6 separate regions of the Mus musculus genome follow, and regions 2, 3, 4, 5 and 6 are each linked to region 1. A link is a contact called in public Hi-C and HiChIP or PLAC-seq data. All regions are on one chromosome and are shown on one strand. Each heading gives the region's core, a stretch centred on a gene start, on an enhancer-like site or on the middle of the called end of the contact. The rest is flanking DNA. Distances are from core to core; before and after follow the strand shown. Region 1 holds the start of Pcdh18 (protocadherin 18). Region 2 has its middle 130 kb from the start of Pcdh18. Region 3 has its middle 70 kb from the start of Gm23096. Region 4 has its middle 61 kb from the start of Gm40042. Region 5 has its middle 43 kb from the start of Gm40042. Region 6 has its middle 120 kb from the start of Gm40042.

What was found. Hi-C and Micro-C count contacts between places; a contact is called where the count stands out from the background. HiChIP or PLAC-seq counts read pairs in DNA pulled down with a chosen protein or histone mark.
Region 2: an H3K4me3 HiChIP or PLAC-seq map of embryonic midbrain shows a contact between it and region 1, with 4 times the contacts expected there. The contact joins the enhancer-like site here to the promoter of Pcdh18 in region 1. A contact is called at or near these places in 4 of 39 promoter capture datasets (the 3T3-L1 cell line, cranial neural crest, frontonasal cranial neural crest and 1 more), 8 of 115 datasets of contacts at active chromatin or transcription factors (astrocytes, craniofacial prominence, embryonic hindbrain and 5 more) and 1 of 9 other capture datasets (adipose tissue).
Region 3: a contact with region 1 is called in a Hi-C map of muscle stem cells, with 2.4 times the contacts expected there. The contact joins the enhancer-like site here to the promoter of Pcdh18 in region 1. A contact is called at or near these places in 1 of 39 promoter capture datasets (maxillary cranial neural crest), 4 of 484 Hi-C or Micro-C datasets (cranial neural crest, muscle stem cells, stem cell-derived neural progenitor cells and 1 more) and 1 of 115 datasets of contacts at active chromatin or transcription factors (embryonic limb bud).
Region 4: an H3K4me3 HiChIP or PLAC-seq map of embryonic limb bud shows a contact between it and region 1, with 3 times the contacts expected there. The contact joins the enhancer-like site here to the promoter of Pcdh18 in region 1. A contact is called at or near these places in 3 of 39 promoter capture datasets (cranial neural crest, maxillary cranial neural crest and second pharyngeal arch cranial neural crest), 1 of 484 Hi-C or Micro-C datasets (nephron progenitors), 4 of 115 datasets of contacts at active chromatin or transcription factors (the NIH/3T3 cell line, craniofacial prominence, embryonic hindbrain and 1 more) and 1 of 9 other capture datasets (adipose tissue).
Region 5: a Hi-C map of muscle stem cells shows a contact between it and region 1, with 3 times the contacts expected there. The contact joins the enhancer-like site here to the promoter of Pcdh18 in region 1. A contact is called at or near these places in 3 of 39 promoter capture datasets (the 3T3-L1 cell line and maxillary cranial neural crest), 4 of 484 Hi-C or Micro-C datasets (epidermal suprabasal cells, muscle stem cells, nephron progenitors and 1 more) and 4 of 115 datasets of contacts at active chromatin or transcription factors (the NIH/3T3 cell line, craniofacial prominence, embryonic limb bud and 1 more).
Region 6: an H3K4me3 HiChIP or PLAC-seq map of craniofacial prominence shows a contact between it and region 1, with 5 times the contacts expected there. The contact joins the enhancer-like site here to the promoter of Pcdh18 in region 1. A contact is called at or near these places in 6 of 39 promoter capture datasets (the 3T3-L1 cell line, cranial neural crest, frontonasal cranial neural crest and 2 more), 6 of 484 Hi-C or Micro-C datasets (the 3T3-L1 cell line, embryonic fibroblasts, nephron progenitors and 1 more), 4 of 115 datasets of contacts at active chromatin or transcription factors (craniofacial prominence, embryonic limb bud, embryonic midbrain and 1 more) and 1 of 9 other capture datasets (adipose tissue).

The regions. Positions count from the first base shown.
Region 1 is chr3:49,755,663-49,759,304 of GRCm38.p6, reverse strand. It overlaps Pcdh18 (protocadherin 18), which reads left to right and starts at 1,989. Exons shown (of 4, transcript NM_130448.3): 1 at 1,989-3,642. The coding sequence starts at 2,441.
Region 2 is chr3:49,884,844-49,888,198 of GRCm38.p6, reverse strand. No RefSeq gene overlaps it. Among named protein-coding and RNA genes, the nearest start is that of Pcdh18, 130 kb to the right of the region's middle. Within about 2 kb of position 1,403, at least 8 of the 459 cell types and tissues checked have an H3K27ac peak or open chromatin away from gene starts, as enhancers often do.
Region 3 is chr3:49,587,231-49,590,977 of GRCm38.p6, reverse strand. No RefSeq gene overlaps it. Among named protein-coding and RNA genes, the nearest start is that of Gm23096, 70 kb to the left of the region's middle. Within about 2 kb of position 1,802, at least 1 of the 459 cell types and tissues checked has an H3K27ac peak or open chromatin away from gene starts, as enhancers often do. A contact at or near this core is called in muscle stem cells, where this site is marked.
Region 4 is chr3:49,963,517-49,967,205 of GRCm38.p6, reverse strand. No RefSeq gene overlaps it. Among named protein-coding and RNA genes, the nearest start is that of Gm40042, 61 kb to the left of the region's middle. Within about 2 kb of position 1,470, at least 3 of the 459 cell types and tissues checked have an H3K27ac peak or open chromatin away from gene starts, as enhancers often do.
Region 5 is chr3:49,981,750-49,985,292 of GRCm38.p6, reverse strand. No RefSeq gene overlaps it. Among named protein-coding and RNA genes, the nearest start is that of Gm40042, 43 kb to the left of the region's middle. Within about 2 kb of position 1,307, at least 8 of the 459 cell types and tissues checked have an H3K27ac peak or open chromatin away from gene starts, as enhancers often do. A contact at or near this core is called in the NIH/3T3 cell line and muscle stem cells, where this site is marked.
Region 6 is chr3:49,907,535-49,910,953 of GRCm38.p6, reverse strand. No RefSeq gene overlaps it. Among named protein-coding and RNA genes, the nearest start is that of Gm40042, 120 kb to the left of the region's middle. Within about 2 kb of position 1,878, at least 60 of the 459 cell types and tissues checked have an H3K27ac peak or open chromatin away from gene starts, as enhancers often do. A contact at or near this core is called in adipose tissue, craniofacial prominence, embryonic fibroblasts and 5 more, where this site is marked.

The DNA.
Region 1 (3,642 bases), core at 740-3,239:
CCATAAATGAAGATGACCAAGCCAAGGCATGCGTTGTGGCAGTATGCTTATCACATTCACAGATGAAAGTCCTCAAACTGATAGACTTAGATGTCTTTGGAATTCTCTCCCTAATTTTGAATAGTCACTAACTCCTTTTTTTGTTCCTTTGGCTTTTACAGAGAGGCTCTCTAAAGCCCGAACTGACATAATTATTGGCTCAGATTGTTAGCGACATAGGCCAGATGGCTGTGAGTTTCTAAAGTCCCAGTTGCTTATGGTAGTTTTCTGAGTTTGTCTATAGGGTTTGGGGATCAGCAATTTGAAAGGGTTGCAAACTTGTAAAATGGTGTTATTGGGGGGGCAGAGTGTTCATCAGAGTGACATAGCACTAAACACATTCATAGCAGACATCCTAGTCTGCACAATTTGACACACAGCACTGGTTTCTGGGGGTGGGAATGGGGGTGAGACAATGGCTCATAAAATGTTTTTGAATGCTTAGAATGAAGGAGAGTTTGTATTGGGGCTCTTCTCTGGTTTCTTCTTGGGGGAGTACCTTCTCTGTGACTATAGCTGAGTTCTGCTGAGAGTAAGCAAAGTGGAAAAATCAGAAAATTACTTTTTAAAAAAATGTGTTTCTGGGGGGCAAAATAGGAGAAAAATAAATGTCAAATAAGTTACATGGAGATTCTGTGAAGCACAGAATTTGCAAGTAGCTGAAGACAGCTGAGGGATAATGCAAAGGGGGGGTGGGGAGGGTGAGCAAGAATGGAGCCAGAGTGATAAACTTAAAAGGAGCCGCAGAGCAGAAGGAGCATCATAAATAATCATATTTCCCAATAAGAATACCATATCAACCCCGTGACCTGGATACAGCACCAACCTCCTGAGATATTTCCAGCACTCTGATGCACACAAAATGCAATTTTCAGCTCAGGCATTTTATTTCTCAGTGTAAACAACCTTTGGGTTTTTAAAATACATATCTGGAAACTGTTTTCATAAATAATGTATGTATTATAAAAATTTGACTTGTAAACTATTGAGTCCATGTCTCCTCAGAACTCATTGTGAAAACTCACTATGGGTAGATAGTACTCTATTGGAAGAATTCGCTAGGCGAAGGCTACCAATTTTACCCAAGCTATCAATTTTGCCCAAAATAAATAGGATTTTTTTAAGTGCAAGGCTATATATATATATATATATATATATATATATATGGAACAATTTTGCTCAAGCTAAAGAAAGGGCTGAAATAAGGTAGAATTTTTTTGCTAATTAGTTCCAAACTCTGAGGTGTTCCTTTAAATCTTGCTAATTAAGAGAAATCGGGAGTGCAAGATAGGCCCCTTTCTTATCTTCAAAGAGTAAAGATGAAAGAAAGCAGAAAATGAAACCTCTCCACTTGGGCTGTTCTTTAAAACAGAGCTCCAAGAAAATCGGCTTGCTGCTCCTTGGAGGAGAAAAGACCCGCCGAGGGGGAGGGGGTGTGTGCATAATTAGAAGCAAGTTTCCCCATTTTATTAAATTCCTCCACCGACAAAATTCACTTGGAGGTATTTTAAGTGAAACCAGCAGTTAAGGAACCCTGAAAAAAGCAAGATGATTACATGTTTGTAGCAGAAGAAAAGATCAATTAAGAAAACAAGAACTATTTAATGTGCCATATATAAATACAGGCGACCAGAAGTTGATTTAAAGTTTTTTTCTTCCTTTCTTTTTCCTTCCCTCCCGGTCTCCCCACCCCCACACCGCTCTCCTGCTGTAATTTGTCTCCCCTTTGTCGCGGCACGCTTGGAGAAAGTGGATGGAGATGGAGGAGGGGCGGGAGGGCTGAACCCCACCCCCGGCCGCGCTCCCGCGCCCCTAGCGGGTCCCCAACCCGCGCCCGCCACCCTCCCGCTCCCACCCTCCACGCGCGCCCTCCCTCGCTCCGGTGACTCCAGCAGCTTCGGATTTGGAAGCTCGCTGATTGGCTGGAAGCGATTCAACACACGCCAGGCAAAGAGCTTTGTCTGAGTTGAAGTGAAGTTGTAGAGATTTTCAGACTGGAGTCAGCAATCACCGGTGTTTAGTCTGCAGCGGAGCAGAGAAAAGGAAAGGGGGGAAAATCAAGAATCGCCCGGGAAACACAGACTGCAGACTCCGCCAGCACCCTGCAATAGATGGGGACGGAGTCCACGCGGGGAGCCAGGCCGAGGTGACACGCTGCTCCCAGCCAGGAGGACCAGCGGCCACCCCTACCAGGAAGGGACTTCACGCTCCTATCTGGAAGTCGCCAAACGGTGTGTATGAAAACTGAAGTTTGCGAGCTGTTTAATTGCTGTGTGATTAAGAGTCGCTTTCAAGACTCTGAGACCCGATGTGGCTTAGAGCTCTGAGTGGCTGGGAGGAAGTTGAAGGGATTGCTGGGCTCTTCTAACTCGCCCTGAGAAGGGAATCTAGCAACTGACCAATGCACCAAATGAATACTAAAATGCACTTTAGATTTGCACTTGCACTTCTGATGGCGTTTTTCAGCCACGATGTCCTGGCTAAGAATCTGAAATACAGGATTTATGAGGAGCAGAGGGTCGGATCGGTAATTGCTAGACTATCAGAAGATGTGGCTGATGTTTTATTGAAGCTACCAAATCCTTCTGCTGTTCGTTTTCGAGCCATGCCACGGGGGAATTCTCCTCTCCTGGTCGTAAATGAGAATACCGGAGAAATCAGCATAGGGGCTAAAATTGACCGCGAGCAACTATGCCAAAAAAACTTGAACTGTTCGATAGAGTTTGATGTGCTCACTCTGCCGACCGAGCATCTGCAGCTGTTCCACATTGAAGTGGACGTGCTGGACATTAATGACAATTCCCCCCAATTCTCGAGACCCGTCATTCCCATTGAGATATCGGAGAGCGCAGCAGTTGGGACTCGTATCCCCCTGGACAGTGCGTTCGACCCAGATGTTGGGGAAAATTCCCTCCACACCTACTCGCTCTCTGCTAATGATTATTTTAATATCGAAGTGCGAACCAGGACAGACGGGGCCAAGTACGCTGAACTCATAGTGGTGAAAGAGTTGGATCGGGAGCTGAAGGCTAGCTACGAGCTTCAGCTCACCGCCTCCGACATGGGAGTGCCTCAGAGGTCTGGCTCCTCCATCCTGAAAATCAGCATTTCGGATTCCAACGACAACAGCCCGGCCTTTGAGCAGCCTTCTTACACAATACAACTCTTAGAAAACTCCCCAGTTGGAACCTTGCTCCTTGATCTAAATGCCACCGATCCAGATGAGGGCGCTAATGGGAGAATTGTGTATTCTTTCAGCAGTCATGTGTCTCCCAAAATTATAGAGACTTTTAAGATCGACTCAGAAAAAGGCCACTTGACTCTTTTCAAGCCAGTGGATTATGAAATCACCAAGTCCTATGAGATAGACGTTCAAGCCCAAGATTTGGGTCCCAATTCCATTCCTGCTCATTGCAAAATTATAATTAAGGTTGTGGATGTCAATGACAATAAACCTGAAATTAGCATAAATCTCATGTCCCCTGGAAAAGAAGAAGTATCTTATGTCTTTGAAGGGGATCCCATTGATACATTCGTTGCTATCGTCAGGGTTCAAGACAAGGATTCTGGGCTGAATGGGGAAATAATCTGTAAGCTTCATGG
Region 2 (3,355 bases), core at 154-2,653, 130 kb before region 1:
AATTTGAGTCTAAACATGAGTCTAAGGAAGAACAATTGTCTTTTGCCTCCAAAAGGAAAACTTGTTTGTCTTTGAAACTTTATAAAATAGTAATGGAGATTCGATCACAAACTACAAACAGGATGCCCCATTAGACTAACAGACTAAGAAACAAGCACTGAGAGTAAAGAGGCTTAGAGAGCAAAGGACTTGAACATCACTGGTATGAATAGAGGGAGAACACACAGATAGATGGCCCTTTTATGTTAAGCATTTGAGCATTGACAGAAGTAAAAATAAAACTAGTGAAAAATAGAGAAAGGACAGATTCCATTTTATTATTAACCAAAGTTCTTTTTGATTTTTCTTATCATGCTTTTTATCATTAGCCTTTAACTTTTATCTTTTATGCTGAACTATCAAGTTTTAAAGTGCTCAAAATTAATGGATTAAGCAAGTGCTACATAAGAAAAAAAAATAGCTCAACTAAGATAGCCATTTAGAATCTGGGAACCTAAGTGTCACCAATGGAAAGGAACAAAGCTCTGAGTGGAGATATTTTGGTTGGAAATGCTGCAGAAAGTCTTCCAGCCACTGCCACATAACTGCTAAGTACTCCCTCGTGCCTCTGCAGCAGTGCTTTCTCAGCTTGCACTGAGCCAACATATTGTTTTTCCATCCAAGTAATTCCCAGTAACACCCACAGAATCCCCAGCAGTGATTCCATCTAACATAATACTTGGCCAAAACTCAACTTAATGTGAGCAAAATGGGAGGACAGAATTCATGTCACTGGATAAAACTTTTGCCACAGTCTGAGACAAGAGGAACGGAAATGAAGAAGCCTATGGCCATAAAATTAAGAAATCTTTACCCACTAATTCAGAGACAAAAAAGTAAAGCATGCATATTTTATAACCTGCTTCCAGCATCTCTCGGAAAAGCAAAATTGTACAATTCTGCCCAGAGAGCCTCAGCCACAGTTCAATTATTAAAACGGAGGCTCTTTTAAAGGAGCCAGTTACATCAGATTGAAGAAAGCCTTCAGAGTTGGATTTATGTTCCAGGGAGAGAGTTGGATTTTTTTTATATTTAGTTTCTTATTTTCACCAGATATCAATGAGTTATAATAGTTTAACTTCACTTTGTATCATGCCGTCATTTTAAATTCTTCAAGGTAAGTTTTCCATTCATCTTCATTCATCATCCAGTGATAAAGGAAAGAAAGAGCAGAGAAAGTAGCCAGAACATTTGCACCTTTCTGCGTTGTCTGTCCCATTAAGTCACTGTGGCATGGAAAATCAGTCACATGAATGTGAATTTTTCATGCACGAGAGGCAATGCCCACAAATCCTATTACTACATAAAGAATCTGTGAGGCCTCCTTGGAAAATGTGCCCCCGTGGTCTAGGCAGAATCTTGTCATGCCCACAGTCCTATGAATAGCCCCACTGTTAGGTTGTCTCCACAAGCTGGCAGCCTCAGTCTGGCTCTGGTGGGATGGTGTTTTGTTTTGTTTTGTCACGTCCTTAATCACATTAGAGGGTGTTATAATTCCTCTCCCACTCAGACAGCTTGATCTTACCGTGGCTATTCTTTCCAGCCACTTGGTATCCAATGAGTTACAGCCTTCGAGATATGAATACGATGGCATTGTTCTTGCAACATACTTTTAAATTCGACCAAGCAGCTGATATCTCAAAACAAAACAAAAACAACAGCAGCAGCAACAACAACAACCCCCCAGAAGTCTGCAATACACAGGAGAGCTGTAAGTTGAGGGGCAAAGGACTCATCATGCATTTCTGTCATGATGCTGTCATTTCTCTTACGCTCTATGAAGGCAACTGTCTAAGGATCTACCCACTTTTATTCATTTACACTACAGTGACAGAAAACATTTTCAAAGATAAAAATCTGCATTCCTGTTGCTTTAAAGTTTGATGTCTGGAATGGGGTATTAAGTGATGTGTAACATGTAAATAAATGACCTGATGTGAACAGAATATCAAACCAGTCTTATAGTCTAGTTAAATATTAGGATATAAGAAACAGTAATTTAATTGCTTTCCACAGGTAGAAAATTGATATTACAATTTAAACCTTTAATAAGCATATTCTATGCTAAACTTTTATATTGTTTTAAATTTGCTTATACTTTTTATTGTTCAGAGATTTTTTTCGCTATTAGTTTTAATACAATACTTTAAAATTATTTTTGAGATTTTTATATATTACATATCATTTATTTAAACATATTTACTTCCCAACTAGACTCCTGAATGTTACACACACACACAGAAAGTATGTAGTGGAAATTGTACAATTCTAGATTAACAACAAAATTTTAATTTTTGTGAGATTATTTTCATAATGTGGTTTTTATGTTTCCATGAATTCTTTTCAGACCATACAAAGATCAGTGCTAAAAAAGAAAAAACTCTCAGTGCTAACTGCATAATGTCATGCTACTCTGGCAGGGCTATTTATCCCAGGCAAACATGTATCTATAGCTAAGGACCTGCCATAAAAATAACAAATAGGAAGACAAGAAAGTAATTCCACTTTGCAACTTCCCAGGGGGAACTAAAAATATATCCATCAAATGAAGTCATATTCCTAAAAGCCAAAGAAAGCACCTGCCAAGACTATTGAACAAGACTCTGTCCTTATGTTCTAGGACGATAGAAAAACCACACAGTTCCCACATATAAAAGTTGTTGCTGCTGTCCTGTGACTGCTGAGACATAAGATGACATAGACATCTTAGAAACAAGCCCAACTCTACCAAGAGCTGCTATGTTTTCTTTGTTTTTTTTTCCCTTTTTAAAAAATTATATAAAGAACTCAAGAAGGTGGACTCCAAAAAAATCAAATAACCCCATTAAAAATGGGGCTCAGAGCTAAACAAAGAATTCTCACCTGAGGAATACCGAATGGCTGAGAAGCACCTGAAAAAATGTTCAGCATCCTTAATCAGGGAAATGCAAATCAAAACAACCCTGAGATTCAATCTCACACCAGTCAGAATGGCTAAGATCAAAAATTCAGGTGACAGCAGATGCTGATGAGGATGTGGAGAAAGAGGAACACTCCTCCATTGTTGGTGGGATTGCAAGCTTGTACAACCACTCTGGAAATCAGTCTGGCGGTTCCTCAGAAAATTGGACATAGTACTACTGGAGGATCCCGCAATACCTCTCCTGGGCATATATCCAGAAGATGTTCCAACTGGTAAGAAGGACACATGCTCCACTATGTTCATAGCAAACTTATTTATAATAGCCAGAAGCTGGAAAGAACCCAGATGCCCCTCAACAGAGGAATGGATACAGAAAATGTGGTACATTTACACAATGGAGTACTACTCAGCTAT
Region 3 (3,747 bases), core at 553-3,052, 170 kb after region 1:
GTTGTGCATTCTGCGAGAGATGCTCTTCTGTAGGAATTTCCTACAGTATATGTTCAAGAAGTGACCAAAATTAGCCTAGGTTGATATTTAACTCCATATAAAAATTGCATTTGCTTTTTATTGTATTGTCTATGTGTGTCTTACAAATGACACAGAAATGAAGAATTTTTCAAATTTATCTTCAGGATATCAGGTAAAGGAGTGTGTTTTGTCACATAATCTTTATGCATATGTGTTATCATGCTTTCATATTTGAATATAAGAATTGAAATAGAGGAAACTCCACCTGAACAAACCTTGGTGCAGAGAAATATCATGAGAGCCATTATTCTTTCCCTTTTCAAGACTCTATAACTAAAGAACTATGTAGAAAATGTGTCTTAGTCACGCTTCTATTGCTGTGAAAAGACACCATGACCACAGCAAGAGACCCTAATAAAAAGAAAACTTGTATAAAAATGTTAATTGAGGGCTTGCTCACAATTCCAGAGGGTAGTCCATTGTCACCGTAGAGGGAAGCAGGGTGACAAGCATGGAACTGATCAGTATTTGAGACCTACAATCTGATCTGCAGGCAGACAGGCAGGCAGAAAGTACCTGCTGTAGGGCCTGATGTCAAGGCCCATCCCAGAAATACACCTCCTCCAATCAGAACAAACCTCCCACCATTTTCCAAACAGTCTACAGACAAATGACCATATATGCAAATATATAACCCTATGGAAAGCATTCTCATTTAAACTTCTCAAAAAATGTAAATCTATTTTAAGAGACTTTAATAGAAAACTATTCTGAATGTTTGCAAACTTCCAGTTTGTGGCTTGCTCAAAATTATCCCCTTAGTTACCTCTACTGGCCAGTCATTTTGGTTACAATCACTAAAATCTTACATTACTTTTCTTTCATTTGTATAGAGTCATATAAGCCAGATGTTATGTCTCTGTGGACTTATGACTTCTCAATTCAACTATTTGATATAATACCAAATGGTTCACATATGTTGAGCTTTTAAGAACTACATATACGTTGAGAAGATGATGCAGTTCATGATGGTACCAGCTGACAATCCTGAGTACCTGGGTTCATTTCCCTGGATCAAGGATCAGGACCCACATGGGGAAAGGAGAGAATGGCCAAGAAAGTCATCTCCTAATCTCTATGAATCCCATGAGATGTGTTTCCACCAACCAAAATATACATAGCATGTTGTGAGTTCTAGGGCAAGCATGATGACTGTGTTTCTATTGCTTTGGAGCTTTACCTTGTTCATCTTCAATGGAAACCAAATGTGTGTGATTTTCTTTTCTTTTTGATTGATTGATTTTTTATTGTATATTCTATTTATTTATATTCGAAATGTTATCCCCTTCCCCAGTTCCCCCTCTGCAACCCCCCATCCCGTCCTTCCTTCCCCTGCTTCTATGAGCATGCTCCCTTACCCACCTACCCACTCCCACCTCACTACCCTGGCATTCCCCTACACTGAGGTATCAAGTCTTCACAGGACCAAGAGCCTCTCCTCCAGTTGATGCCAGATAAGGCCATCCTTTGCTACATATGCAGCTGGAGCCATGGGTCCCTCCATGTGTACTTTTTGGTTGGTGGTTTAGACCCTGGGAGCTCTGAGGAGTGGGGTGGGGGGTGGGGGGGAGTCTGGTTGGTTAATATTGTTGTTCTTCCTTTGGGGTTGCAAACTCCCTGAACTCCTTCAGTTTTTTTCCCTAACTTCTCCATTGGGGTCCCAGTGCTCAGTCTAATGGTTGGCTGTGAGCATCTACATCTGTTTTTGCCAGGCACTGGCAGAGCCTCTCAGGAGACAGCTGTATCAGGCTCCTGCCAGTGAGCACTTCTTGGCATCCACAATAGTGTCTGGGTTTGGTGACTGTTTATGGAATGGATCCCCAGGGGAGGGAGCAGTCTCTGGATGGCCTTTCCTTCAGTCTCTTTTCCATACTTTTGTTTCCATATTTCCTTCTTTGAGTGTTTTGTTCCCCCTTCTAAGAAGGACTGAAGCATTCACACTTTGGTCTGTCTTCTTCTTGAGCTTCATGTGGTCTGTGAACTGTATCTTGAGTATTTGGAGCTTTTGGACTAATATCCACTTATCAGTGAGGGCAAACCATGTGTGATCTCTTGTGACTGGGTTACCTCACTCAGGAAGATATCCTCCAGATCCATCCATTTGCCTAAGAATATCATGAAGTCTTTGTTTTAGTAGCTGCATAGTACTCCATTGTGTAAATATACCACATTTTCTGTATCCATAAATCTGTTGAAGGACATCTGGGTTCTTTCCAGGTTCTGGCTATTATAAATAAGGCTGCAGTCAACATAATGGAGCATGTGTCCTTGTTATGTGTTAGAACATCTTTTGGGTATATGCACAGGTGTGGTATAGCTGGGTCCTCAGGAATTATTATGTCCAATTTTCTGAAGAACTGCCAGACTTATTTTCAGAGTGGTTGCACCAGCTTGCAATCTCACCAGCAATGGAGAAGTGTTCCTCTTTCTCTATATCTTCACCAGCTGTCACCTGAATTTTTCGTCTTAGCCATTCTGATTAGTGTGAGGTGAATCTCAGTGTTATTTTGATTTGCATTTCCCTGATCACTAAGAATGTTGAAAACACACACACACACACACACATACACACACACACACACACACACACACACACACACACACACACACACACACACACACACACATGCCTTTGGTTCCTCAAACTTTTTTTTTTAAACATGGGTAATTATTTTATTTATTTATTAATTTATTTACACTCCAGAGTTTATTCCCCTCCTGGTCCACCCTCGACTGTTCTATATCCCATACCTTCTCCCTGCCTCCACTTGTATGTCCCCACCCTCCACCTTCACCAGACCTCTAAAGTTCCTGGGGTCCCCTGTCTCTTGAGGGTTAAGTTCTCTGACTGAATCCAGACCCAGCAGTCTCAGCTATATATGCGTTTTGGGCCTCATATCAACTGGTGTATACTGCCTGGTTGGTGGTCAAGTGCTTGAGAGATCTCAGGGTCCAAGTTAGTTGAGACTGCTGGTCCTGAAACTTCTTATATTGATTAAATGGTGAAGAGTCTGACTTTTAGCTGGAAGCAATAATATAAAATCATGTAGGAGACACGTATCTATGGATGTCTGTTTATGGTTTATAGAGGAAATTCACAGAAGAAGCTTCCGTGGTAGCAATTTATGAAGACGTTCCATCAAAGTCCCACCATGTCCTCTGATTGTCTTACTTCCACCAACATCAAACTACAGCTTCTCCAGCCTTCCAACATGGGGTGGATGCTGCTGATTCTCTGTGAATCTTTTGGACCTTCAGCCTTAAGGTCCAGCCTTGGGTCTGCTAAGGCATCCACTTTTATGTCCTAATCAGCCACTGGGCTCTCAGCCTCTCCAGTGTGCAGATAGTTATTATTGTACTATGCAGACCTCATTGCATCATCTAATCTAGCGAATCCCTCTTTACACACTCTTGAAGTCTCTTCTCTTCACGTAACCCAGAGTAATGCAAATAATATATATAATTCCTCATATTATTTTGTTGAACTTATTCCATTAGAATGGAATAGCTTTGTCTTATCTTGTCTCCATGGTATCCTGAGAAAGAGGATGCATAAAATAAATTTTAAAAGGTTAAAGATAATTTACATGATTTAGTGGAAAGGAGAAAAATGAGGTGAATTTTAATGCTTTACATTATATTAAATGTTATTTTTTAAATTGTCTG
Region 4 (3,689 bases), core at 221-2,720, 210 kb before region 1:
TCTAAAGATGTGGAAACCCATCTTTCTCAGATAGTTTACTCTTGGTCTTTAAAAGAGTAGGTCCTCACAAGGGTATTAAAAATATTTTACCTGATTTCATTAATCCATTCCCCTTTGTTTCTTTTTGGAAGGAAACACTACCTATGTCCACCCACATCCTTTCTTACAAATACTTTTACATGTACAACTATAGTACAGACTTATAAGATGAAATAAATGCTTCTAACTGCCATGTATTGACAGGCAAGCTAGCATGAATCTAACAAGTTAACCTGGTGTGATGATCTTCCAGGGTTCCAGTCTGTCACTGGGCTGCCTTTCTTTCTTCCTTCCTTCCTTCCTTCCTTCCTTCCTTCCTTCCTTCCTTCCTTCCTTCCTTCCTTCCTTCCTTCCTTCCTTCCTTCCTTCCTTCCTTCCTTCCTTCCTTTCTTTCTTTCTTTCTTTCTTTCTTTCTTTCTTTCTTTCTTTCTTTCTTTCTTTTTCAATCTAGTTGGACTAACTCTCAGATATCATTGAACTACCTTTGATGTCATCTCTCATTGCCATTACTGCCACAAATAAGTAAATCATGTTCTTCATTATCTGCTCCACTTTTCATCTCTAATTGAAGTTTCTAGCTGGCTGATTAAGTGATACAGGGAAATTTGGTGTGATGAAGAAAAGGGCTATGTGTGACAGATGGAAGCTTCTTTCCTTTCTGGAAACCATTTTGAAAGGTTCACACCAATTTTGTTTTATTGACTCAATACATCTAGAGAAAATTTGTCTATGGTTTCTGAAAATGATCTGTTTTGTAAATTCCCCATGAAACTTTAGAATGGGAAAACAAAGCATGTCAACATTGAGCAGGAATAATTATCTATAACCAAAGAATGGTGGGAAGATTTATACAACCAATTAAAGCCGGGTAAGCAAGAAGCAATTATTTATTTTCATTCTTTTATTTTTGTTTTTTTTTCTCAAAGAAAATATGGAAATATTTTAAGGCCACTATTTTTCTCTGAGTATAACAAACCCAGTCCCAACAGTTGTTGTGGAACTCTAATGTAGAGTTAGTTCAAAGTGACAGAGGGAAAAGTACCATTACGTTTTCATAACTCTGCCACCAAACTAACACTCCACGCATCTGGCGAATGTGCATATTTCAGATAAAGTTAAGAAGCTGAAAAAAGAAACTGGAAACGTCTGATTGCTCACAGGTGTAGTAACCACACTATAAAAAATACACACTTTTAAAGTGCACAGAGATCTGTTCTTCATTACTTTTAAGTCATTGAGAATATTCTGGAAATTCAAAAACTTACTCAGAGAGTTGAGGAAAAACATTCTGTCTGTGAAGGAAAAATCTACAGTTTTGTTTTTTTTTAAAAGCTTTACTTTGAAAATCAAATGAATCCCAGAGCAGCCAAGATTTTCCCTTTATGTATGAAGTCTGGGTAAGACAGTGTTTTATGAAGTTGCGGGTGGTCCCTGTATGCACAAGGTCTACTGATAGGGAACTCCTATGAAGAAAACACAGGTGCTAGTGTCAATCTTAGCTTCCAGGAAGTCATTAAGGGTTTTAATTTTGTTCTGTATATCTGTAGTTTTCTCAATTCCTAACCCGGAGGTCATTAGTGACTGACTGAGAGATATTCATGTCAAATTGGCTTCAGTGAGTCTGGAATTCAAGATAGTCATTTCTTGTTCTAGTGTGTTTCACCTATGTGCTTTACTTGTGAGAGGGGAGTCTCACACCTGCCTTCTTTGTAGCAGCTTTGAGATGCACAGATTTAAATTTAAGAACCTGAGTCCTACCTAACTTCTCTTTTCTCTGTGCATCTACATTTCAAAAACAACAAAAAGAGAATTCTTCTCTCATCTCTTTAAATACTGACTGTCTGTTTGAATGTCAAACAGAGTGAGTGTTCTATCTGTCAGGGTCCTTCCCACCAAATGCTTGCAACTACACTAGTACACTGGGACCCAGATTATTCATTTCAATAACTCCTGATTCTTATTTCCTCTGCACTCACATGTTTGAAAACACTTGGATGTCTATCTTCTCTCAAGGGAAAGCAACTGGAAATTAAAACCACCACTGAATAATCTATAAAGTTTATTTAAAGAATCTAAAAAGATGGGAAAGGAGGAGAAAAAGTGTTTTTGGAATTTCCTGTATGAGTTGAGCAGCATGCTTGCGCTGAAGTCTTTTTTCCTGAGTACTTCAGTGAATTCTGTATCTCCATGAAAAGCAACTGACTTAGAAAGCCAATGTGTGTAGCCTGTCAGTGGTGGTGCACGCCTTTAATCCTAGCACTTGGGAGTCAGAGGCAGGCAGATTTCTGAGTTCAAGGCCAGCCTGGTCTACAAAGTGAGTTCCAGGACAACCAGGGCTATACAAAGAAACCCTGTCTTGAAAAACAAAACACAACAAAACAAAACAAAACAAAACAAAACAAACAAACAAACAAAAAAAGCCAATGTGTGTGAAATGCTTTTTTCAGCTTTCAAACAGCCTCAGAGCACTTGATTTTGAAATACAAGAAACATGTTCACAGAACTCTACATTGAGACTTCAATATGATTTGCTATAAGGAGGCAACAACACTATGTCTCCCATGTTTTAATCATTATTTTCCATAAAGAAAATGCCTTCTATTAACATTTGATCCAATGTTAAGATCCACTTGTTAAGGTTTTTGTCTTGTTTTATGCATGTATTCTCCTTCCTTCTTTCCTTCCTTCCTTCCTTCCTTCCTTCCTTCCTTCCTTCCTTCCTTCCTTCCTTCCTTCCTTCCTCCCTCCCTCCCTTCCTTCCTTCCTCCCTTCCTTCCTTCTGCCCTCCCTCCCTTCCTTCTTCCCTTCCTTCCTTCCTTGGTTCATCTCTTACTTCCTTCTTTCCTCTCTTCCTTCCAACCACAGCTTCCCTTTCTTTCTTTCCCCCTAGTTCCACTCTGCTTGCCCACCCACTTCACCTCCATTTCTCTTCAGAAAAGGGCAGGCTTCCCATGGATATCAATCAACCATGGTAGAAAGAAAGAGTCCCTGAAGCAGGCAAAAGAATCAGAAAGAGTCCCTCCTCCCTCTGATAGCAGCAGCACAAGAAGACTTAAGCTACACAATTCAAACATATATCCAGAGCGACTAGGTCAACCCTATCTAGGCTCCCTGGTTTTTGGTTCAGTCTCTATGAGTCCATGTGAGACTAGGTTAGGTTAGTTGATTCTCTGGAATTTCTTGTTATGTTCTTGACCCCTTAGCACCCTACAGTCCTCCTCCACTCTTCTGCAGGATTCCTCAACCTCAGCCTAATGTTTGGCTGTGGGTCTCCGCATCTGTTTGTGTCAGTTGCTGGGTGAAGCGTCTGTGATGACAATTGGGTCTGTTAACTCACTCAGGATGATCTTTCTAATTCCATCTATTTGCTGGCAAATTTCATTATGTCATTGTTTTTAATAGCTGAGTGATACTCCTTTGTGCAAATGTACCACATTTTCTTGGTCCATTCTTTGGTTGAGGGACATTTAGGTTGTTTCCAGTTTTGGGCTATTATGAATAAAGCTTCTATGAACATAGTTGAGGAAGTATCCTTGTGGAAGGATCAAAAGTCCTTTAGGTATATGGCCAAAATTGAGTATAGATGGGCCTTCTGGTAGATCTATTCCCAATTTTCTGAGAAACCACTCTATTGACTTCCAAAGTGGCTA
Region 5 (3,543 bases), core at 58-2,557, 230 kb before region 1:
AAACATATTCAAACCTAAGTGTACATGTAGATATTTATAGTAGTGTGCTTTATAATTGCAAATATTTTCAACCAACTGGTCCATGATACAAATACATTTTGATACATTAAGACAGTGGAATGTTTTTCAAACTGAACTGGGAATAAGCTATCAAGACAAGAAAAGATATGGGGACTTCAAATGCATATTAATAAATGAGATCACTGAGTTAGAAGAGTCTGTATGTGAATGATTGCAACCACATGGAATTCTGGACGAGCAAAACTCTGGTGTAATTATATAAGATGAGCTGTTGAGGGAGGTGAGTGGGAGAGAAGGATGACAGGCAAGCTTAAGTGTTTTTAAAGCATCGTAGCTAGTGCGTCTGAACCTGTACTTATGGCCCCTTGTGTTCCTGTGTTTAGCAGACCTTAACTGATGAATGTACAGGACCATGAGTGAACCTAAATACAAACTATTCTCTTTGGTCAGTAATTCTTTATAGTCAATGTAAGCTTATAAAATTTACCAAATGAATGTACCACTTCAATTTGTTCTGTTGCCACTGCTGAAGGCTATGCATAGCTGGGACAGGGGTCATGTGGGAGTCATCTGTCTCTTTTTCTATGTTAATGAGGACATAAACAACTCTACAAATAAAGTCTATTTGAAAAATTAGAATCAAAGAAGAGTTGAAAATTTGCTTTAAGTTTCTTACCAGGATGACATTTAAAGGGTCTGGATGTTACATATCTAAGATTGTGCTTTAATTTTACATATGGTTTTTTTACATGTCCAGGCCCATGTGCCCAGGGGTGGCACTGCCTATGATGGGATGGGCTCTCCTACATCAATTAGCAATCAAGAAAATAACCTTACAGACATATCCAGAGGTCAGCCTTTGGAGGCAGTTCCTCTACAAAAGGTGTGTCAAGTTGGCAAGCAAGATAAGCTATCACAAAACTCATATTTACATCTCTTTGACAAATGTCAGTTGTTTCTTTTCTACAAGCATGCATCCACTTGCAAACTATGATCTTTATGTAAATATCTCAAAGACATTTTACTATGTTTGTGCATAAAAACAGGCTCATCCAGTTTGTTGCCCACTTACTCAGAAGTGCAGATTTTTCAGAGCTAACTCCAAGTTCCCTAACATTGTTTCCTGTTAATGTAGGCCAGAGGTTGTTACACATTTTGATGATCTCAAAATCTGAGAAACATATCACGTGATTGAGAGAAAATGAAGAGGTATTTATGTGTTTATTTGTGACTCATGCAACTGCTTTTCATTCTTAGTCACAGAGATGTTTCGCTGAATCCCATCTGCTGTACAAGGTTGGCATAGAGCGCTCCTTGGAACTGGCCTGCCTATTATGTCTTCTTCCTCTTTATGGGAGAGATGAGTATAAACAATTTTCATCTCTTCCCTTGCCAGACACCTGCTTCACTCATCTGGGTGGGTTTGTACAATTCAGTCATTTCCAGGATTGTTATAAACTTACATGGGATTCAATGTTGGCAAAGAATATGTTTTGGTTTAGTTGGAAGGACTTGGGCTCAGTTCTATGCATACTAGCATTGCTACCAGGCTTCCTTGTGTTTTCCACCCATTTTCCTGTTATTTATCACCACTGAGTTACGTAGTAGGCAGCCAAAGGAAGACTTTGTTTTATGTCAAACCAAAAATGAAGTTGATGACTCAGCAATTTAAAAAGTATGGCAGTCAATTAAGCAACATATTGCATTTTAACACAAACAGCTTCCTTGTATGTTAATTAACTTGGCCTTTAAGTGGCACAAAGGCTAGTTATTTCTGCTTCACAGATGAGAAATGAAGCTGAAAGAGCACTTTTTGTATTAATTACCATTCACAAAATTATACTTAACTCTTCAATATCCTAAGGAGAAATTGCAAGTAACTTTCAAATATTTTCAAAGGGCATCATACTCAACAGATAGTTGATCAGTGTTGTCCATTGCTCCACAGGATTTACAAAGTGGAGAAAACCTAAATGGCCCTGAACCGATGGCTGGGATATTCAAATTAAGATTCATACACACTCTCAGAATGGGGAACAAAGTACCCATGGAAGGAGTTACAGGGACAAAGTTCAGAGCTGAGATGGATGCAAGGACTGCTCCACCCGGGAATCCATCCCATAAACAACCACCAAATCCAGACATTATTGCATATGCCAGCAAGATTTTCCTGACAGGACCCTGATATACCTGTCTCTTGTGAGGCTATGCCCTTGCCTGGCAAATACAGAAGTGGATGCTCACAGTCAGCTATTGGATGGAACACAGGGCCCCCAATGAAGGAGCTAGAGAAATTACACAAGGAGCTAAAGGAGTCTGCAACCCTATAGGGGGAACAACAATATGAACTAACCAGTACCCCCAGAGCTCATGTCTCTAGTTGCATATGTAGAAGAGGATGGCCTAGTAGACCATCAATGGGAGGAGAGGCTCTTGGTCTGGTGAAAATTCTATGCCTCAGTACAGGGGAATGCCAGGGCCAGGAAGCAGGAGTGGGTGGGTTGGGGAGCAGGGCAGGGTGGGAATAGGGTACTTTCAGGATAGCATTTGAAATGTAAATGAAGAAAATATCTAATAAAAAGATTCATCTATGGAATATTATTCTGTTGTAAAGAAACATGAAGTTATAAACCTTGTAGGTAAATATGTGGAGTTGGAAGGGATCATATTGAGTGAGTCAGTGTTCCATGGCTGTGAAGAGGCACCATAACCAAGACAATTCTTCTAAAGGAAAATATTTAATTGGGGCTAGCTTACAGTTTTAGATGTTTAGTTCATTATCAGCTGCTACATCCACTCCAGTAGTGACTTGCTTGACAGGTTTAGAAACCTGGACGTAGTTCTAAGGCGAAAAGTTCATGGAAACTTAGTCTCCTGGAACCATGACATCCCATATAACAAATGTTCCAAACTTGTCCTTGTGAATGGATCTGTGTGCTTTCTTTCTATATTGTTTTATTATAGGTGCCTCCAAGCAATGACTTGCCAAATACCTAAGCAAAATTGAACTTTGCTTCCTGGCCTTCACCAATGCCCTAGGTAGTCCTTGAGCAGACCACAGACTTTGAATTCGGTAAGAATGCTGCCTATTCAGTGACATTCAGAATTGACTCTAGTATTGTAAGAGAGATAGTGAAAGAAATCAGGCATTACTATCTACTATATAGAGTTAGAAATCTCAGGGCAAGCTTAGCAAAGTAAGTTTAGAATTCTTATTATAGTTATGTATGGCAGACTACATTACTTATTAGTAAAAGTCTCCCCACACTATCACTTAGAATAAAAGCCAAGTTGCTCCCATATATAGGAATTTACAATGGTTTAGGAAGTAGATTGGGCTGTGGTTTTAGAGTATTACATTATTCATGAGAAGGTTAGCTAGAGTGGAACTCCCTAATTAGAACCATTACTTGGGTGTGAAAGCCCTTGCCCCAGGAGTGTAAAGACCTCACATTCGGCTTCGAAGAATATAGCTGACCTTAGATAGAACTGACTTTGTCTCAGTTGTTTTATTGTCCAGTT
Region 6 (3,419 bases), core at 629-3,128, 150 kb before region 1:
CTTGACTATGTGTCCTGAATGCAGCTTATATGCAAGTTTGAATGCAGATAGAGATAAGGAGCATATTTTTGTCCCAGAGAAAATACTTGTCCTGCTGAGAAGCTGGATGCATGAAATTGCAATTGCTGGTTCAAACCTGAGGATGGCTCTGCTGTGCTCCCCCCTCCCCTGCAATGCACCTCTGTCTTCAACTGTTTGGATTGTGGAGTTGGCAAGAATCGTTGAGCCTTGAGTCATAAGTTACATTGTAAAAATAAAGGTGAGCAGAATTCTGCTCAGAATTCTGGCATCAAAAAAGATGTCATAGTGAAGTTTGGCAGAATGAACTCTTTGATTGCTTTGCAGAATAATTATAAGTAAGACAAGATGGAGGAGAAAACATATCAGGCGGTAATTCCATTTATTAAGAGTTATAAGATGGCCAATGGAACCATGGTAGTCAAAACAATGAAATCTCTATTTCATATAAGTTACTCTTTCCAGACTCAGTTTGGTAAGGAGAAAGGTGAACTGCAGAGGGATTTAACTAACTCTCCCCTGATTGTGCAGGCAAGAGAAGGCAGAACCAAGACTTACATATAGGGCGATCTACATTCTTAGCATGTTGTTCTTAAGATTAGCAACAGTGATAAATCATAAGACTAGTGGATTATATGAATTATACTTAGGATGGGTAGGACTGGGTCCCTGAATTAATACAAAACATGAACAAGAAACATAGAAATGTCGTTTGGGGATTCATCAGTATTTCTTGTGCAGCCAAGGCTATAACAAACAACGAGAGCATGTGGAAAGAGGTACATTTGGTAATGGTATACTGCAAAGCATCAAGATTTAATCCCAGATGGAGAAAGAAGTGACCCTGAAGATAACTCCACAGGCTCAGTAATGGCCACCAAATCAGGCTTTCAAGAAGGGTGAGGTGATATGAGGGGCCCACTGACAACAGACAGAGAATAAGGGGATGCTGAAACTGCCCCTGATTTTGACTTAATAACAATGGCGGTGACCTTGCAAAGAGGGACCTCTGAGTGGTAGTTTTGTCTTTCTTTAAGCTTAGTTTAGTTACATAGACCTGGAAACTTGAAGCTGAATGCTGTGAGGTACACTGTGAGGAGCAGAGAGCTAGAAATGGAGGCTACAGCAGCATCTTTAGAGTATGTCATGAAAACGGGTATTGCCACAGAAGACTAACTGATATTTGTGGAGGAATTATGAATGTGGGCTAAGTCCGAAAAATCTGAGCAATACTTTCAAAAGGAAGTGAGTGATGTGGAATTCCTAATCAATAGAAGATAATTGACAGAAGAGCAGTGAACTAGGGGGGGGGGAGGGGCCATCTACATTCTGAGTGATTGGTCACTGCACTCCAGGGGCTGAACTACATTCATAGTGTCTTCTCTTGGTTTTATCACATTAAGAAAGTTCCTGTTTCTTTTCTGAATTTCTACTATACCCCTTTGTGTCTCCAGGCAAAGTCTATACTAGCCATTTTCTCTGTGAGTAAGAAGCTCTGATTTCCTGTTCTGTGGAAGCAGCAGAGACTCATGTCTCTGAAAGCACATGAATGGCGAGAATCGCGGATGAGGTGCTGGGTTTTATAACATGCCCTTTGAGAGTAATAGTTATTCGTTATTCGAAGTCCCCTTCCAGAGTTCTGATGGATTGAGCCATGTTGTTTTCTGAATACTCGAATTCTGTACGCAGCTTTACGACAGGAAGTTGGCCTTCTGAGCAGGAATGCATGTAAACAAAGAAATGTGGCTCACAGTGGAAGTTCCTCTAAATCAAATCCTGAAGGCTTTCCCGCCCCCATTCCAAGCTTCTCTCTGTATCTTGATTATTTTCAGATGCTTTCTGTGAGGCAGAGATGAAACCCAATAGTTAACCTCCCTAAAGCTCCCAAGGCTCTCAGGCAGTTCTGAGTGTGCAGCAGCTAAGACAAACAAGGAGAAGGAAGTGAAAAAAAAAAAAAAAACTGATGCTGCCCCTCTATGAGATGTACGAAGTGTATTTTCTCCCTTGGGAATCAAACTTCAAGAGTGAACTTTTAAAAGAGAGATTGAAAACTCGAGTACCGCAACTGCCTGAAATCATCACTGTAAACACAAAGGGTTAGAAGCTATGGCTGTTTGGTCCTTTGACATTATTATACATCGGCATGCCTGCTGAGCTTCAGAACCTATTGTCCTGCCAGCCACACAGAGCACTGCCTTTCTACACTGTAAAAATGCTAAGATGCCAAGGGCTACAAATTGTCTTACATAAAGTCTTGGGAACTTTATAGGTTATGATAGATAAAGAAAAACACAAAGCTTTTTTGTCAGTCTCTGAACCTCAGCCTTCACGGGTGAAAGCAAAAATGTCCTAGATTCTTGTAAGGCTGGCTAACACAAACATCCAAATGTTGCTGGAAACTGACTTTCTTTGTTTTACCCAAGCCAAGTACTTTGCAGGGATGTGGTGGGGGTGGGGAGGAGGTTTCCAAAAAGTTAAGGCTTCTGTCGTAGTCCTAGAATCCTGCTCATTGGCATGTTGTCTAATAGAAGAACAGAGGAATAAAATGTGGGAGAGCACATCGGGAAAGTGGGGAAGACTGGGGCAAACGCTGCTGTGTTCCACCACCCGTTTTTCCGTCCTAAACAGTCTAAGATATGCATCTGAGATGCACACACTGGTCATAGAATTGGTGGGAAGAAAGATGTAATAGAACTGTGTGTTTCCGTAGAGACTGTGGCTAAAGGAAAAGCTGTTTGTGAACATCACACTCTTGGGGCTCCTTTTCAAGGGGTGTTAGGGATTGAACTTGGAAGTTCAAGCATTGCTTGCTATATCAGCTACTTCTGTAATTACTGTTAATATGTGACAAGAGCAGGTTAAGAAAGGAAGAGTTATGCTGGTTCACAGTTCAAGAGCACAGTTGCATAAGGGAGGCCAAAGAGTGTGGTTAGTTGCTCACATTATGGTCACTACCAGAGATTCTGTGATGAAGGTAGATTCTCAACTCTTTCTCCTTTTTATTTAGAACAGTAGTTCATTCCATGCAATGGTGCTCCCCACACACTTCATGTAGATCCTCCCTTCCCTCCTCATCCTAATCTAGAAAACCCAGCACCGCTACGCCCAGTGCTTTGCTTCCAAAATAATTCTGAATCTTATCACTTGATAATCATGATTAACCATAGCTCAAGCCATTGGCTCTGTTGGTTGCTGGGAATGCAGAGGCAGTCTTAAGAAACTGCAGATTGTAGGCTGCTATCCAGACTGAGTGACCATGTCTCCATGCTGATCTTGCTAAGGACGAGTTGGATCTCTGAGTTTGTTAGGTAGGTGTTAGGGGACTGCAAGCACTGAGAAAAAGTCGAGATTCTGGAGTTCCTGGATTTTCCCCACCAGTATTTGAGAAAGTAGCTCCATGA